2 separate regions of the Sus scrofa genome follow, and region 1 is linked to region 2. The links are chromatin contacts, called in public Hi-C maps. All regions are on one chromosome and are shown on one strand. Each heading gives the region's core, a stretch centred on a gene start, on an enhancer-like site or on the middle of the called end of the contact. The rest is flanking DNA. Distances are from core to core; before and after follow the strand shown.

What was found. Hi-C and Micro-C count contacts between places; a contact is called where the count stands out from the background.
Region 1: a contact with region 2 is called in a Hi-C map of omental adipose tissue, with 3 times the contacts expected there. The contact joins two enhancer-like sites. A contact is called at or near these places in 3 of 47 Hi-C or Micro-C datasets (embryonic fibroblasts, liver and omental adipose tissue).

The regions. Positions count from the first base shown.
Region 1 is chr1:149,818,132-149,825,228 of Sscrofa11.1, reverse strand. No RefSeq gene overlaps it. Among named protein-coding and RNA genes, the nearest start is that of TIMM21, 34 kb to the left of the region's middle. Within about 2 kb of position 3,613, at least 19 of the 83 cell types and tissues checked have an H3K27ac peak or open chromatin away from gene starts, as enhancers often do. A contact at or near this core is called in omental adipose tissue, where this site is marked.
Region 2 is chr1:149,707,503-149,713,787 of Sscrofa11.1, reverse strand. C1H18orf63 reads left to right here. Exons shown (of 15, transcript XM_013993265.2): 6 at 5,785-5,896. Among named protein-coding and RNA genes, the nearest start is that of C1H18orf63, 15 kb to the left of the region's middle. Within about 2 kb of position 1,832, at least 2 of the 83 cell types and tissues checked have an H3K27ac peak or open chromatin away from gene starts, as enhancers often do. A contact at or near this core is called in omental adipose tissue, where this site is marked.

The sequences.
Region 1 (7,097 bases), core at 2,364-4,863, 110 kb before region 2:
GATTCAAGAAATACCTGCTTGCACTGCCCGAGGGTAAGTAGGTTTCTGTCCAAAGTAGATAGTCTGGCACTACCTGTCTCACAGCTATAACTATTTGGCTCTTATTTTATCAGTGTCCTTTAACTCTTACAGTCGTTCTCACTCCCCACCTCAAAACAGACAGGAGGAAATCAATATCAAGTTATTTAGCATCACTGTACAAGCCCTTTAAGAGTGACTAATTGAAATACAGTCCAATCAAGCAAAAAGGTAAAACCGTGTCCATAAGATAAGCCATATTCCATCTGCATCTGGAACAGCCCTCCTAACAATCCTGGGACTTGGACAATCATTCCATTTATGGTGACCTACTGGTAAACTTTGAAATTATACGTAGGTGGTTTTTAAAAAGAAATATATGTCTGATTGCTGCTCTCACATTGCTCCCCTTTGTGTGTGCACATGTGCATACGTGTGTGTGTGTGTGTGTGCATGTGTGTGTTTGTGTTTCCATCTTGTTCACTGAGAACTCTGGCAGACAACATTGATGCCTGCCCACAAACCCCACACTCACCAGTGTGGTGTCATCGCCTTGTATTACCTGCCAGCACCTGTAGATGTTGGCAAACCATGACAACACCCCAACCTCCACCATTCGGAAAGGATTCATTTTCTATGGTTGCCATAACAAATTTCCACAAACCTAATGACTTAAAACAGCACAGATCTATTATCTGACATTCTGTGGGTCATCAGTCCAACATGGTTCTTACCTGGTGAACATCAGGTGTCAGCAGGGCCATGATCCTTCCTGTGGGCTCTAGGGAGAAGCTGTTCTCTTGCTCATTTGATTGTAGGCAAATTCAATTCCTTGAGGTTGTAGGACGAAAGTCACTCTTTTTTACTGCTTGTCATTGGGAGCCATTCCCAGCTTAGTCTAGGGGCCTCTCCCATCCCATGACTGACTCCTGGTCCCCATCCTCCGTCTTCAAATTCAGCATTAATGGAGTGGGCCTCATCCCTCTCTCACCCCAATCTCTCCTCTGTCCCACCCAGCCTGCAAGGATTCTTCACGCTTAAGTTCCCACCTGATGAGCTTCGCCCAATGTCATGCGGCTAGTAAGTAGCAGCATCTGGTGAAACCCAGGTGTCTCAGCTTCAGAGGTGGGCCCTCAGCCACTCGAAGACATTGCTTCTTAACAAAAGCCAGCAATGAGAAAGCAGTGCCTAGCCGAGCCGCACTGGAGGCTGACAGGGAAAGAAAAATCAGTTCTACTGTCCCTGTCTTTACCTAACACATTGACATTTTATTTGTCATGGGTATTTTGCATTAATTTTGAGTTTCAAAATATTTCATTAAAATGTTATCTTGATTACTGCGTTTGTGGCACACATATCCCCAAAAGTGTGTGCTGTAGGTAAGGGCCTCCCCCTCCTCACCTCCTCCCTGGGCCCTAAGGGAAAGGAACACACTGCTGATTGCCCTTTGTGAACACAAGTACACTGACAGCTTTCCCAGATCCAGAATGATTAACCGCTTAAAAAGAGCAATTTCACATAATGGAAATTGGGAAATGGAAACAAAGCTGTCCGTCTATAATATTCTGAAACATACAGCGCAATGACTGTTACCCTTATCTTTCCAGTCGGCCCAGCGCAGACGTGAGAAAAGCAGGTAGAGAAGACAGGACTCACTTCCCTCTGTATTGGGCTGTGTTTAACTTTCAGGAAGTGGCACCAATATGCTCAGAATTCTATTTGCTCAAAAGAGGTTACTCTAGCTTTTGCTTCCCAGGCACCTAAGACTTTAGGGTCTTTGTTTCTTAGTTTTTTAAACAGAGGGAGGGTAACAGGGAGTCCCATAAAAGGCCAAGCTCCTGTTGAAGTAGATCACACCTTTGCTGCTGGAAAATTTTGGCTTCCTGGGTTCTGTTCTGCCCCACTTCTCTCTGATCAGTCATCTTAAGGGAGGTTTCCTGAGACCAGAACGGATGCTTTGACCCTTTGCGGCCACCAGAGGGCCACGGACACCCGCTAAAATGAATTTCAGTTCATGAAATTCAGTAAATTGGTACTTAACCCTATAAAGGCATTCTGTTAAGGCAATTGTTTCTTTACATAGTCTTTTAAAGATTTGGTCTCTTTAGTATTCATTCTATATATAGTATTCATTTCAATCGCAAGATCCCCTAGGAAATCCAATTAAATTTAAAGTACAAAGTTATTCACACAGCTTCCATGAATTCAGCAGATATTTAAACGCTGCAGCGTGTATTCTGTAAAAGTCTGTGCTGGACATTGAGGCCACTAAGCTGAGCAAGAGTTAATCCTTGTCTTCAAGAATAGATGAGGAGTTCCCGTCGTGGTGCAGTGGTTAACGAATCCGACTAGGAACCATGAGGTTGTGGGTTCGATCCCTGCCCTTGCTCAGTGGGTTGACGATCCGGCGTTGCCGTGAGCTGTGGTGTAGGTTGCAGACGCGGCTCGGATCCCACGTTGCTGTGGCTCTGGCATAGGCCGGTGGCTACATCTCCCATTCGACCCCTAGCCTGGGAACCTCCATAGCCGCTGGAGCAGCCCAAGAAATAGCAAAAAGACAAAAAAAAAAAAAAGAATAGATGAGGAGTTCCCATCGTGGCACAGCGGAAACGAATCCTACTAGGAACCATGAGGTTGCGGGTTCGATCCCTGGCTTTGCTCCGGGGGTTAAGGATCCGGCATTGCCTACACCTCCAGTGTAGGTCACAGATGCGTCTCCGATATGGCGTGGCTGTGGCTGTGGTGTAGGCCGGCAGCTGTAGCTCCAATTGGACCCCTAGCCTGGGAACCTCTATATGCCCCAGTGTGGCCCTAAGAAGCCAAAAAAAGAAAAGAAAAGAAAAGGAAAGAAAGAGAGAGAGAGAGAGAGAAAGAAGAGATGACTTAGAATAGTAAGAAAGAAAGAAAGAAAGAAAGAAAAGAAAGAAAGAAAGAAAGAAAGAAGAAAGAAATAGATGACTTAGAATAGTAAAAAATTCACAGTGGGAGTGTGAACTATGACCCGATATAAAACAGCAGGCCATTTCTTGTTCGGAGTGAGGCAACCTGTACACTATTGTTGTGTTTATTACTTGAGAGTTAGGGGTGATTTTCTTGTGTTTATTGCTTGAGAGTTAGGGATTCCAAAATCACCCCCACACTCTCTCAAGAGATTTGTTCACCATTGGAATTTATTACAGAAAACAAACAAATGAAAAACCAGGGTCATCCCAAGACCTGACCGCACTAGAGAGCTAAAGGAACCTATCAAACACTGTAAGAAACTTCACTTTGTGAAACCCTTTAAAAGTTATTTTTAATTTTAGAAAAGGCAAAAACAAAATATATTTTCTCCAAAAGCCATGCCATGTAGTCTGACGGGGACCCTCCCTCTGCTCCTGCTTTAAGAAGCCAGAGGGATCCGGTCAGGCTGGTGTCATGGTATGTGTCCTGTGTGGTGAAGGAGACATGTCTTCTCTTCTCTTTGGCACAACAAGGAGGTGACAGAATCATTAAATGAAATGTTTGCTAGTCCAAAAGTCAGGATGCTGCCCTTCGTCCCCCTGCCCTGGGCCCCAAGCCAGCTCAGATCAGAGAGCAGACATGGGACTTCTGAGCCCAGAGGCCTTGGTTCAGCCGCTCTGACCTGGGAGCTCCCAGGACAGTAAACCCAGGGCAGAGTCACCTGGGTGCAGAGACCCATCTGGAAAACCACATCTGACCGATTGTGGCTCAATTGGTCAGAGCAGTGGGGGTACCTCCCCCAACTCCCAATCCTGGGCCAATGAGGGTTTGTAGGCAGAGGGAGAGAAGAGCAGTGGAAACACTGACAAAGCCATACAGGGGACACACAGCTGGGGTGAGAGACACACAGCTGGGGCAGGGGTCCTCCAGAACTGGTGGTTCAGGCTCCTGGAGAGATCTTCCTGGGGTAGCAGTTGCGGCTAAGTCTCCAGGCAGGAAGCACGTGACCAGAATAGGAGGTATTTGCGGACACTAAGCACAAGAGGGACCTAAGGTGAGAAAGGACAGGACACACTGACTGAGGGCACCCCAAAGGAAGGCCAGCGTGAGGACACAGTCCAGCTCTGTGAGCCACCTCTGGGCCTGGGGAGCAGGGCCTGGGGATACGTTCACTTAGATAAGCAGGCAGCTCCAGAGCTCAGATAGCAGTGGTGCACAAGCTGCAGACACAAAGGGCCACCTCCCCCACCCCACCCTGAACTCAGCGCAGCTGTGGGGCCCAGAGGCCTGGGGGTTGGGCTGTGGCCTGGGGGTTGGGCTGTGGCCCAGGTGGCTCAGCTGAGGGAGCTGACCTGGCCACAGTGACTGGCTCGGCCTGGCAGGAAGTGGATGCTAGAGACCTGCAAACACCACTGTAGGTGCTTAGATGGAGCCGGAGAGTCTACCCGAGTGGAGAGTGTGGACAGAAGGGAGGCCCAGGTGCCATATGTTGTGTGTGGGTGGGCAGGAAAGGGTCTCTCTGGCCATGACACAGAGGATGAGCTGAAACTGGAAGCTCCTTAAAGGTGAGATCCACATGTTGTCATTTTTGTGTCCCTTGTACACAGCTGCATAAAGGGGAAACGTGAGGCCGCCCTTCCAGCTGGGTCAGGAGGAGGCAGTGGACACAGCAGCAAAGGTCCAGGAGAATGGCAGGGGCTCGGCTGGGGCCATCGTGGAGATTTGCCACCAAGAGAGGATGAGTTCGAGGAGTACAATCAACAGGATCTGGTTTCTGAATGGCCAGGAGGGTTGAGGTGGAAATGTCAGCAGACCTTTGAACTCAGATAACACGCAGGTTGCCAAAGAGGAGTCTGGAGAACATCAAAGGCGAGGGGTTGGGAAAAGGCAATGTGAAGTAATACAAAGTCTGAGAATAATAAATGTAAGTGCACATCCAATGTGGGTCCTAACAGTTATAGATAATAACTGCAATCAGGGCACACTTCCCACACTTAGGGACTTGAGCTGATGAATGCACAGGAATGACCAGCAAGTGACACATAAACTATGCTTCTGGCATACTTGAGGGCACTTGAAAGCATTCTAGCCATGGCTTCAGTGTTTAGAAACACAGTTGAAATTGTATTTATATCACTAGCCTGTTCTGTTGACACAGAGAAACTTCTCCTGAAGAAAGCTCAGCTTAGCTCGCCCACGTGAACAAGTTCATGAAGCCTGAGGATGACTGTCTAACATTTGATGGGCATGTTAATGAAGAAAATGCTCAGGGCTGCCAGAGGGTAAAACCTCAGTGATGGAGCTAGAGGTCCAAGAGATAAGAGAGAGATTTTTAGATGCTGCATTCCAAGGTTAAACATAGTATCCTTCTGCCTCTAAAAATGGGCTCTTTGTTCCTGGGATTATGTTTTCTTTAGTTTTGAATTTCATCTATTTCTTCTGCAGTTTGGTGCTTATCTAGTCCAAAGGAAAGGCTTGTAATCTGTAAATATTACAATTAGAAAGTACAGAGTAGAAATGGAAAAGCCTTATGCCAATGTGGGGGACCTTTCAGAAGCATTTGTGTCAGTGAGGCAAAGAACTTACTGAACTGGCAAGAGGACCAGAGCTTTCACTTGCCAAGTGTTTCCATAGTCCCCTCCACAACAGACACAGAGCTAATGCACACACACTGATTTGAGAGCTATGGGCCCACTGACCACTGTCCTCTCTAAAATCCCAACACCCTAGGAAGGTGGGATGCCTCATGGCTGTGCTGGTCTGGCCTTTCTTAAGATGTTCCCCCCAGCTGTCTGAGGGGAGGTTTTCATTGCCTGCGGAGAGGAGCAGAAGCAGAAACGAGATGGCAAGCTAGATGGGCTATCAGAGAACCCAGAGAGCTATAGAAACTCTAAAAACTCATTTGTAATTATTTTACCTTGGATGATGAGGAAAAGCAGGCAGATGTCACCTTGGATGTTGGGAAGCTTCCTGCAGAAGGAGCCTCACGGTGGTTGAAAGTGTGCTTGTTAACAGAGATTGGAATAAGTTCCTCAGTCTCTTGGTGGCTCTGTTTCCTCATCTGTAAACCAGGGATGTTTGCAGCCTCCTCTTCAAAACTTTCCCAGGAAGAAAGCAACGAGGGAGCAGAACTCAGAACATTCTGGGCTCCGCAAGTATCAACCAACAATCATTATTATTATTCTTCCTGGAAAGCAAAGTAAGAGTCGTACAGTCATGCGTGGTGTGCAACAGTCAGCATAGTGAGGTAAGAAAGCCTGTCTCACTATAATCATCTTATTTCACAACAATCATGCACTGTGCTAACAGCACTCAGGCTCTCTCACTCCCTCAACCAGTCTTGAAGGAGATAAGCCCCTGCGATGAGAGGAAGAGATGGGAGAGAAGCAGATTCTTCCCTACAGGTCAAGAGCAGAGGGGCTCCATAAAAATGGTTCAGATTCTCAGCTAACAGGGTGAAGCTCTGCCAGCCGCCTTCTGCTCTTGGTCCAGTAGAAAGCAAGATGCTTACAGGTCTTCCCTGGGGCCTGGAGAGGGGCTGGGACAGAAAGTGCCACTTCTTTCTTTGTTCGCAAAACTCAAATAAGTAGGTTTCCTGATTTTCTCTCAAGTGTTTAATGTAAGGAGCGCTCAATTTAGCCAAAATCCATGAGAAAAAAAAATTTTTTAAATCCATGGGGAAGGAAAAGTTGAAATTCAGTGTTTATAAATTACTCAGATTCCTGCCAAGTGGAATAGAAAAGGGAAGGGAAGCTGATCAAATCATTTATAGCAACACTGCCAATATATATACATACATATATATCCCTTCTTATCCAGTGTTGTCACTGCTGTGGCTCGGCTCACTGCTATGGCAAGGGTTAGGGTTAGGGTTAGGGTTAGGGTTAGGTTAGGGTTAGGGGTAGGTTAGGGTTAGGTCCAGGAACTTCTGCACACCGTGGGTGGGCCCCCCCACCCCCAAAAAATCTTGTTTGGAAGAAAACCTCTACCTCAGGCCATCTTTCCTGGGAGAAGTGCAGGGTCCGGGTATCTATGCATCTTCACTAGGATATTTGTTAAGTCAAGTACCTTGCCTCCTTTCCCTTCCTCACCTGATTTACTAAAATCACCATCACAGAATAAAAGGCTCTTGGCCT
Region 2 (6,285 bases), core at 583-3,082:
AGATGCTCTTTCTCCCAGTGCCAGATCCCCACATGTGGGAGTTTGATGAGGGGCTCAGAACTCTCACTTCTGTAGGTGAGTCTCTGTAAACCAGTTAGTTTCCAGTCTGTGGAGCTCCCACCCAGTAGGTATGGGTTTGTTTATATCGTGTAATTGCCCCTCCTACCTCTTGATGTGCCCTCCTCTTTTTCTTCTGGAGTAGGGTATCTTTTTTAAGGTTTCTGGTCCATTTGGTTGAAGATTGCTCAGACTTTAGTTGTGAATCTTGTTGTTTTTAGGAGAGAGGTTGAGCTCCCATCCAGAGACAAAGCCCCACCCACCAGAGGGTTTAGAATCAGCTCCACCTACCAGTGGGCAGGCATCAGTCCCTCCCATCAGGAAGCCTACAGCAATTTTGTTGTTGTTGTTGTTGTTTTGTTCCCCATCTTAATCCCATCTCCTAATTCACACCTTGACTTTATCCCTTCAAACTGTTCCATGTCCAAAATGTTTAAAATCTTTTTGTTTATAATCTTGGCAATTTTCCATGTATCCCAGTTCCTCATTCCTACTAAGTAAATATGTTTTGTGCCCTTCACCAGACCTCCAGATCCTGAATTCCTTGTTATTCCTGAGCTTTGTTCCAGCAGGACCTGCTTCCCAACTCTTGTCGAGGCTTCACAATTATGCTCAATATTTCTTTATAGGGATACTTCCTTCATGAAAAGTAAAAGTATCTAATCACAGCAGCTATTTTTTGAACATCTATAATATACTGAGCACTTTATTTCTGCAGATAAAGCTATGAAGCAGACATAAACTCCCTGCCCTCAGTAATCTTAAAGTAGGAATAATTCCCTTGTTTTTATTTTTATTTTTCTGGAGTTAATAAAGAGTTTTTATTATTTCTTCCTTAAATGTTTGGTAAATTCACCAATCAAGTTATCTAGGTCTGGAGTTCTTGTCTGATTGTTTTTTTGTTTTTTGGGGGGTTTTTTTTGTCTTTTTTGCTATTTCTTGGACCGCCCCTGCGGCATATGGAGGTTCCCAGGCTAGGGGTCGAATCGGAGCCATAGCCACCAGCCTACGCCAGAGCCACAGCAACGCGGGATCCGAGCGAGTCTGCAACCTACACCACAGCTCATGGCAACGCCGGATCATTAACCCACTGAGCAAGGGCAGGGACCGAACCTGCAACCTCATGGTTCCTAGTCAGATTCGTTAACCACTGCGCCACGACGGGAACTCCTGTCTGATTGTTTTTAACTGTTTTTAACTATAATTGCAATTTCTTTAGTAGATAATAAAACTATTCAAGTTATCTATGTCAAGAAATATATACATTTTATCTAAGTTGGAAAACTTGTTGATGTAAAGTTACTTCTGTTTATTTATTTATCTCTCTTTTTAGGGTTGTACCTATGGCATATGGAGGTTCCCAGGCTATGTGTAGAATCGGAGCTGTAGCCACTGGCCTATACTGCAGCCATAGCAACACCAGCTCCAAGCCACGTATGTGACCTACACACAGCTCACAGCAACCCTGGATCCTTAACCTACTAAGCAAGGTCAGGGGTTGAACCTGTATCCTCATGGGTGCTAGTCAGATTCATTTCTGCGGAGCCACAATGGGAACTCCAACATAAGATTACTTCTAATATCCCCTTATTTTCCTCTGCCATAAAATCTGTAGTGATGTCACCTCTCTCATTCCTGATATTGGTAATGTGTGTCCTGTTTTTTTCTTTGTTTGTTTGTTTTTGCCTCCCTGATCAGTCTTGCTGGAGGCTTACAATCTTACTGATCTCAAAGAACAAGCTTTTGGTTTCCTTGATTTTTCTTTGTTGTTTCACTATTCTGGTTCCTGTTTGTTTGGGGTTTTTTGCTGTTGTTGTTGTTTTGTATTTTTAGGGCCGCACCCATGGCATATGGAAGTTCCCAGCCTAGGGGGTCCAATGGGAGATACAGCTGCCAGCCTACACCAGAGCCACAGCAACACCAGATCCAAGCTGCATCTGTCACCTACACCACAGCTCACGGCAATGCCAGATCCTTAACCCACTGAACAAGGTCAGGAATCAGACCCTCAACCTCATGGTTCCTAGTCAGATTCATTTCTGCTGCACCACAATGGGAACTCCTGTTTCACTACTCTGTATCTTACTGATTTTCATTTCCGTCTTTATTCTTTCCTGTGGTTATTTTGGGTTTAGTTTGCTCTTCTTTTTCTAGTTTCTTAAGGTAAAAGCTGAGGTCATCAATTTGAGATCTTTCTTCTTTTCTAATATAGAGAAATTTAGTACTATAAACTTTCTCCTGAATACATGCTTTGATTTTCCTCTATTAATAATTTCTTTTTCTTTCTTTCTTTTTTTTTTTTTAGGGCTGCACTCATGGCATATGGAAATTCCCAGGCTAGGAGTCGAATTGGAGCTATAGCTGCCAGCCTACACCACAGCCACAAGCCACACCAGATCTGAGTCGAGTCTGCAACCTATACCACAGCTCACAGCAACACCAGATCCTTAACCCACTGAGCAAGGACAGGGATTGAACCCACAAGCTTATGGTTCCTAGTCGGATTTGTTTCCACTCTGCCACAACGGGAATTCCTGTTAATACCTTCTAATTCCCCATTGATCTATGGGTTAGTTAGAAATAGTTAGGGTTAGGTTTAGGGTTTCCACATATTTGGGGATTTTCTAGGGGTCTCTCTGTTATTTCTAATTTAATTGTACCTAAAGAACATGTTTTACACAACTTGAAACTTTATATTTTTATTTTTTGTGTTTTTAAATGTTTTTATTATAGTTGATTTACAGTGTTCTGTCAGTTTCTACTGTATAGCAAAGTGACCCAGTCATAGATATATATACATTCCTTTTCTCATGTTCTATCATTTTCTATTCCAAGTGATGGATATAGTTCCCCATGCTATACAGCAGGACATCATTGCTTATCCATTCTAAATGTAATAGTTTGCATCTACTAATCCCAGACTCCTCAGTCCATCCTACTCCCTCCCCGTCTTGGCAACTATAAGTCTTTTCTTCATGTCTATGAGTCTATTTCTGTTCTGTGGATAGGTTCATCTGTGCCATATTTTAGATCCCGCATATAAATAATATCATATGGTATTTATCTTTCTTTTTAAATTTACTAAGATTTGTTTTATGGCCCAGAATATGGTCTATCTTAGTAAATGTTCCTTGGCCACTTGAACAGAATGTGTATTCTGTTGTTTTTGTGTCAAGTAGTCTATAAATGTTAATTTAGTCATATATGTTGTTAAGCTACTATATTCCCATTTATTGATAAAACATGGCACAGAATTTGCCCCTGACTTTAGCTAAAATAATCAGTGACACCATATTTGCCTAGAAGGAATCTAGGTCACCAGTCAGGATGGTTATAGATGATAAAATTACCCCAGACTTCCTCTTTGCATGCCAAGGCTGGGTAGTGCTAATACATCCTGCTGTATCTGGGTTAATGCCTCAGACTAAGGGGAAAGTCAATACAGAATCTAGGAGAAAGTCATTTGGCTTTCTAACATAGATCTTGATAGTTTATGGGATTTGTTCAGCTGATTGGATCAGGGACCCTGGGGACATGTTAAAGGTCAAGCTTGCAGGTTGGCCTCATACTACTGCTTGGAGTTCTATTAATAGTAGCTTTAAATACATTCTCTATGAGAGAAATTGAACAGATTTGATCCCATCCCCCACCAACAGATTAATTACTTGCATCCTGGGAAAACTTACCAGAAGCCAAAATGGAACATAAACAAGGGATGGCAACCTAAGGGTCCATTGATAGATGAATGGATAAAGAACACACATGTGCGCATGCACACACACACACGGAATATTAAATCAGCCATTTTAAAAAATGAAATACTGCCGTTTACGACAGCATGGATGGATCTAGAGGGTATTAGGCAAAGTGAATTTAGTCAGACAAAGACAAATACCATATGGTCTCACTTATATGTAGAATCTAAAAAACAAACAAAACAAAATAAAAACAGACTCAGAGAACAAAGGAGTGGTTACTAGGAGTGAGGAATGGGTAAAGGGGATTAAGAGGTACAAACTGTTAGAGTGAGAAAGGGATGTGGGTTTGTAGCTGAAGCAAATAGAGGTAGGGAGCCCAGAGTGTTGAGGCTTCAAGTAGGTTTATTGACCAGCAAATGGCCAGGAGCACTGAGAGTCTCAAGCTCCCCAGCATTAGGGGGCTAGCAGGTTTTATAGGGGCTTGCGGCCAAGGTAACCTGTGCCAAGGTTAGCATCAGGCTACACTGGAGGCATAGGAGGAGAGGATGCAGAAGTTCCAAGATAGGGTCATGGGAAGGGTAGGAGGAAAGGCTGAGAATGTTCCAAGATAGGGTGTGGGTTGAAGATAACAAAGTTAAAATATTGGGCAGTCAGCATTCCAGAATGATAAGAGGGTTGGTGGTTTGAATGGTTTAATCTGGATCTAAGATAAACCTTCAGTTATAAAATAAATAAGCTATGGGGATGTAATATATAGCATAAGGAATATTGTCAATAATAATGTAATAACTATGGGGACAGATGGATATTTATATTTGTTATTATTATCATTTCATAATATATGCAAATATAAAGTCAGAAGCTAACATAGTATTGTACATAAACTATATTTCAAAAAAACAGTAGATAATATTTGGAAAAAGTTTTCCTTGGCTCTCTCCCTTTTCTCCATCTCTCACTAGCAAAGGCAGTGGCAGCTTTTTCTTCTGGGGTATATCTGCAAGGATGTTTGTAGAGCAAACAGCCCTGGTTTCCCCCCCAACCCTCCCCCACCCCCCCATCCCCACCCTGAGTAGTTTCCTCATATGCATGTGCAGTTCCATGTGCAACTTAATACTCAAGGAGGGACTCTGCTGATCTCAGAGTTTTCTCTCTGTGCAGCTCTCTTCTCTTAATACTTTGCCCCTGCTCTAGCTCCCTTGGCCTCCACGGCTCTCAGTCCTGTTTGTTCAACCCAGGGATTCCCCCTCCCTTCACTGCAGCCTGGAAACCTTTAATCAATATGCTGGGGTAATCATGGGTTTCCCTTTTCTTAGGGATTTCTTTTCTTTGTTACTTGATCTCCTATATCTTGTGAACCATTGTTTTGTATAACTTAACCAGTTTTTTAGTTATTTCAAGTGGAAGATTACATCTGGATTCCATTACCTCTTATTGTCATAAGCTAAAGTTCTGATCTTTAAAAATTCTGTACAGAGGGTTCCCTGATGGTCTAGTGGTTAGGACTCAGGGCTTTTCCCCACTGCAGCCTTGGTTCAGCCCCTGGCCTGGGAACTGAGATCCCACATCAAGCTGCAGCACACCACAGCCAAAAAAATAAAATAAAATAATAAAATAAAATTAAGTATATAAATAAAATCCTGTACAAGTAGAGATACTCTGCTGGCTACATGTGTGCCCATGTAAACATTTAATTGTTTTCTGATCTTGAACTAGAGTGAACAATAATGAAAAATATTGCAGTATAGTTCTGGTCTTATTCCCTTTGTGCTGAGAAGAATACCAAGTAAAGTTTAAGGTTCTAGCACAGGAGCTCTAAAAGCCAGGATAAACAGGTAGAATTTGGCCATTATAGTCATAGTTTCAAAGTGAATATATTTTAACACTTCTTCTAACTTTAGAACCAGATAGATTTGCTGTAGTGAAATCATACCCAGTATAGCCCAGTTTGGTAGGTGGTGATTTATGAGTTTATAGAAACATACCAATTGCTGTGAATTTGCCCACATTGTGCTTTAATATTTTTTAGGTGGAAACTCCACAACGGGTAATTCCTGTAATTCTTCAAAACTGCCTTTCATATTCACTCATGGCTAGACTTTCTCCAGCCTGGAATAAAACTGGCCATCTCTTGGTGCAAGGTGACTTTATCTCTTTTAGTCATTGGAACTTTCTGAGCTAAATTACTTCTATTAGGTACATCTGTGTTTTTTTTTTTTTTAAGTCATATTTGTATATTACTCAAGTTCCCATTCATTCAAGGTACGTCTGTTTTTAACTCAAGATTTTTTTTTTAGCCTCAACCAAGCATTCTCAAGCAAGCCCACAACAATATAAGTGTCATCTCCTTACTTAGGTATTATATCCAGAGGCTTCCTGATGTTTCTTTGAAGAAAATGTTTTTTATTACATAATACCTAATGTTTAAAAAGGAATAAATATATGTTATGGAGCATTATAATAAAATGAACACAAATTTTCAATATTGTTGGAATCAAATCTCTAATCTGAATTTTGTGTTGCGATTTGA